Regions from separate parts of the Drosophila melanogaster genome. Here region 2 is linked to region 1. The links are chromatin contacts, called in public HiChIP or PLAC-seq maps. All regions are on one chromosome and are shown on one strand. The core of a region is the stretch at or near the end of the contact, and the rest is flanking DNA. Distances in the headings are between cores, read along the strand shown.

Region 1 (2,700 bases), core at 72-2,571:
TATAATAAAAGATATATATACATATATTCCCACTTTCAATACAATCATCCGTTAGATTCAAATAGTATAATTCGTATACTCTTACTTTTAGTAGTAAAAATTGTAAGTTAACATTACACAGAAATAAATGTCTCGTAAAACAACCAATTCATTAAATTGAACCAAAATTTGGATCTACAAATAAGCATTTTACAGTGCTACACAACTGAAATGTACGTTTTGAGTAAGAGCGCCTTTTTGTAATAGTACAATCAGCATAACCCTCTAATTATCGGTATGCCGCACTAGAAGATTTATTTGTGTTTTCAATACATTGTGGATAAAATTAGATTAAGATTATCCCCTTTCACACCCTGTACGTAAATCACTGTTACCCTTTCTCTATATTTGTATAATCTAGTTTGATAATAATGAAATGGACACAGGGCACACTACTGTTACTTCGCATAGTTTTTCTGCGAGTGTAGCCTCTGCCTCAGCCGACGGCTCTGCCGCCGCGATGTTTTCTTCTCTGCTCATTTCGCTGTTCGTGTTCCATTGCCATTTTACTGCACTTCCCATTCGTATGCGTTAGTATGCGTGTGTGTGAGCTGCATTGTTTGCATTTCAAATTGAATTCCTTTACATTTTCAACTCCTTTTCGTGTCGCTCTCCCTCTCTCTCCCTTTCTCTTCCTTTGCCACTGCTTAAAAATATGCGATGGCATTTGGTTGTTGGTGCGTTCTGCATCTGCTGTTTTTTCTCTCATTGTTGTTTGGCTGTTGTTATTGTTTTTGTTGGCCAGCAAGCATTTTTCAATTATGATCGAGCAGTATTTGTCGCTCGTTTTGTTGTTTTGGTTTGGCTTAGTTGCCCATTGTGTTTTTCCATCGGCGTTCGTATCTGTATCTGTATGTGAATTTGTGTACTTAGTTTTTGTGATGGTTTTCTCGCATTTCACCCTGTTTTAAGAGGCTCTACGATCATTATTTTGCTTGCCGGCTGTTCGGCTCTTCCGTTTCTTCTTCTCCCATCGATCTTCTCTTTCTTCCCACCACCCATTCCCATCCCAATCCATCTATCACTATCACTCTCTTCTTCGCGTTTCTGCTGCTTCGTCTTCTTCTTCTTTTGGCGCGAGTAATTGAAATCGTAACTGGCAAAAATAAAAATCTTTGAGATATGCAAATGAGAACTGAAACTCAAGGCGCTGATGAGGAAGAAGCAGAGCACGATGAAGAGAGCGCTGTGAAAGATGATGAAGAAGAAGAAGAAGTGTTGGGCAAACAAGCGGAGATTGGGAAGAGAAAACGAAAGAAAACGCCAGGGACGAAAGAGAGTAAGATATAGATATTGTGCAAACGAAAACAGCCGACAAGCAAACAAGGCAACAAACGCAGCAACAACAACAGAAAGAAAAACAACAACAATGGCCCACCACAGCGATCCGCACAAAGTATTAATAATAATATGAATAATAGTAATAATAATGATCATATCTGGATGTATAGATGTACATAAATTGGTAAAGATGCGCCGATCAAAATCAACATATGTACATACTTTTTCCATTGGCAGATACAAGATTAAAAGATTGTATTTAATTTGCTTACAAGTTACATATTGTATATAAAAATGTGTTATGATATACTCATGTACCGGGTACAAAAATCGTATTACTTGAAAATATCTTTAAAATCAACCCTATAAAGTCGACAATATTCAACGCGAATGTTTTTATAGGATCGTATGTACATACATATGTACATATGCATGTATGTACATATACTTATGTACGTACATACATATGTACACAGGTATGTGGTACAATCCTTGAGTTTTTTACTATTAATTGGATTTTTTTTTCAAGAATCTACATACATATACATACTTTTAGAAAGTTTAGAAGGTTTATTTTCACAGTTTTATAGAGGAGATCTATAAAACTAAGATACCCACTTTTAGAGTATAGAAAGAAAAGTGAGCAATTTCTGCTGTGTAATTCATAATTACCGTGTGAAGAGTAAATACTAGATAATAGCATGCGTTTACATAGAAATCTACACAAGTACATATGCAAGTATATAAACAAATAAGTCTTCATGTACATACATATGTCAACAAATTTGAAAGTTGTGGTAAAATCCTCTCTATTTGATTTTAAACATACACTTACATTTAATTGATCAACTTTGCTTGCAGGATTCAATAATGAAACAGTGATGGCATAAACAAAGCTAATGTTTTATTTTAATTTAATTCAAAAACATATTGTTACTGCACACGACAGTGGTGAGTTACAGCATTGAAATCCTGCATACACGTCGCTAGATTGCATTATTGAGAATTCAAAGTTACAGGTGTAAGTTGCCCATCGTCCCGCGCAATTAAGAGAAAAGAGGGAAAAAAGTGACGGCGCTGGGACGGACATCTGTACCTGCTCAATTAAAAAGTCATTAACTGCGGCACACAAGTTGCACGCAGAGGAACCAAAAACCCGACCCGAGCGATAGAAGGACTGTGATTGACACCAGCACGCAAGATCCACCCTCCCTTCTCCGGCCGTCTGTCTATCTGTCCGTTCGTCTGTCCGTTCGTCTGTCCATTCGTCCGTCCGTATAAATCTGCCGATATAGCAGAGACATATCGATGCACGCACCTTGCAATTACCCGGTTGGATATCGAGGATCGAGATCCGAGTATGGAGGCATGTGGCGCAGA
Region 2 (2,700 bases), core at 152-2,651, 3.1 Mb before region 1:
GATGATGACGGGGAACAAAACCATGACTGCTATCAACTTCAATTAGGTTTCGAGGAAATCCATCTCCGACTTTCCAGCTTTTCCGAGATATTTTTATTAAGCCGGCCACTCCAGTTAGCCTTACATATTTCCGAATGTTAGTAGTGTCTGTAGGGGTCTACCGAACTCGGACAAAATTGAAAATAAAAATTTTATTTAATAAGGTACATACATACATACATAGTACATATGTAAATAGAAACAAACAGCCAACGGAAAATTACCAGGAAGAGCCGTACTGCCTTTTTAAATTGAACAACTAGCAGCATTCAGAAAAAATTAAAAGCAGAGAACATCATTAATCATCCTTTGCAGGCGGCCAAAAGAGAGCATCTCCCTAATTGAGAACAAGAGAACATAACAGAAGAAAATGTTAATCATGTATGGGAAAAACAAAAAAGAAAAGAGAATTGTCGAGAAGAGTAAAAGGGTATACTAGATTCGTTAAAAAGAATGTAACAGGGAGAAGGAAGCGTTTTCAACCATATATGTATATGTATATGTACATGTACTTGTATATGTACATGTGTATATATGTATCGTGATCAGGATCAATCAGGACCAGTCGAACTGGTCATGTCCGTCTGTCTGTCCGTCCGTATGAACGTCGAGATATCAGAAAATATAAAAGCTAGATTCTAGAGACATTAGACGCAGCGAAAGTTTGTTCCCCATGATGCCACGCCCACAAACCTCCCAAAACTGCCACGCTCACACCTTTGCATAATGTTTTGATAGTTTTCCATATTTCTATGACTCTTGTTAATTTTTATCGATATGATAAAAATTCCCACTCTAATGCACCAAAACTGACACTCCCACACTTTTGAGAAATGATTTAATTTTTTTGTATTAAACCAGTTGTTTTTCCAATTTATAGATATGCCGAAGATATGCTATCTTAAACCGCCCAATATATCCTGCCCAGACCTTAGAGAATTAAAATTAATTTTTTCCCACCAATTTCTACTAATGTTCGTGAAAAATGTTGAAAAGTCTCGTCCCACTTGGACTTGCTGAATAACGGGTATCTGATAGTCGGGGAACTCGACTATAGCGTTCTCTCTTGTTTTAAATTAATGACATACATACTCAAAACAATGCACGATCAAAACAGCAAAATGATTTCTTTGTGCAGTTGCAACTTAAGAGCAATGAAAACTGAGCGCGGCTTCAGCGCGCTCTTTGAAAAGAGTTCCCTAATGCCGCGCATCGGCTCTTTTCTCTCGGCTAAGATCATTGTCGAACGCGCGTACATATACATATATACAGTACATGTATATTTATATCTGACCACTCTCTGTCTGTCGCAGCGACTGCGGCGCCGACGTCGACGCCTGCGACGACACGTTTCGAAGCCGCTTCTCATTCAAAAAACAACTGTGAACGTGATCGGTAACGGTGCGTGTTCTCTTGTCCGCCCGCTACAGTCTCTTCAAAAAAAAAAACTTAAAAGAAATGAGGGGGGAAGAAAGCGGATAAAAATCACCAACAATAGTAGCAAATGAAAAAAGTAAAGTAACACTATCATTTCGATTGAATTTGTAACATAAATTCGATATTTAAGAGACATGTGCAATCGGTCAAAACGTGGCGCATATAACTTAAAAGCAAATAGTAACATGGGAATATAAATTTGTAATATACATAAATATCTTCTGATTGTGTCCCTTAAAAACGTTTCTTCGTGTGCTTTTATTTTATCTAAATTTGACCCGATTTTAATTTGAATTTGAACAAGAACCTAAACTAAAACAAAACAAAAAAACATTCGAATGCTTATCTGTAAAAGGAAACAGGAAAGAGAGAACGAACGAAGTGAAAATAAAGTAGAATAAAATAAAATACATACTACGAGGCATGTATAAATATACTACGCTTTTGTGTTTATACTACATTGTGAAACAGTTGTCGTTGTACTTGTTGTTGTCTTTACAGCAACAGGCGTCCGATAATTTATAATCTTAAAAATATATGTGCGCCGTACATATAGATTCGCCTACTGAAAAACCCGAGATCAACTTTAAAATACTAGTACCAACCATAATTTGAAGCTTAGCTTTGAGTTATAAATATTTAGTTAACGTTATTTCACAATGATATATATTAAATATCTACAATATTTCACAATCTTAAGCTATTTTCGGTGCACATGTAGGCATTATTTTTGAATTGCACTCAATGTTGCATACAAAATAATTCTCTTTCGTTTTTCCCAAACAGGATGTTACCATTGATACCTTTTGAAGTCGATTTGTTGTAGTGTGTTTTTTTTTCGTGTGCGCAAAAGTCTTTGTGAATTATATGATAATACATGTGATACAGTTGGAGAAATAAAATAGATAAATCAACAAAATCGAATACAAAACCGTGTTGTCCTAATGAGCCTAACAACTGCAGCGAAAAATGAAAGGCAGCCAGCGACGGGAAAACTTTAAGCAACTGAAAAAAATTTAGTATCTTACAAGTTTGAACTGGCTCTTACCAGCAAGCCAATCAACACATACATATAAAATTCTTAATAAACCAAACAAAAAATTAAGCTCAACCGCCATCAAATCGAAATTCAAAACGAGCCAATTTGTGGTGTTTATTATTTATTTGTATGCTAATTTATTTTTACAACAACTTGATATTAACCCACAATCAAAGAAAAACAAA

The links. HiChIP or PLAC-seq counts read pairs in DNA pulled down with a chosen protein or histone mark.
Region 2: a contact with region 1 is called in a Psq HiChIP or PLAC-seq map of the Kc167 cell line, with 5 times the contacts expected there. The contact joins the promoter of fog here to the promoter of lncRNA:CR44885 in region 1. A contact is called at or near these places in 4 of 107 Hi-C or Micro-C datasets (the Kc167 cell line and wing imaginal disc) and 1 of 6 datasets of contacts at active chromatin or transcription factors (the Kc167 cell line).

What each region holds. Positions count from the first base shown.
Region 1 is chrX:19,786,777-19,789,476 of dm6, reverse strand. It overlaps lncRNA:CR44885 (long non-coding RNA:CR44885), which reads left to right and starts at 1,321. Exons shown (of 3, transcript NR_123962.1): 1 at 1,321-1,435; 2 at 2,182-2,271; 3 at 2,334-2,700.
Region 2 is chrX:22,853,895-22,856,594 of dm6, reverse strand. fog (folded gastrulation) reads left to right here and starts at 1,401. Exons shown (of 3, transcript NM_001272855.2): 1 at 1,401-1,552. All of the region lies in intron 1 of CG42346, which reads right to left.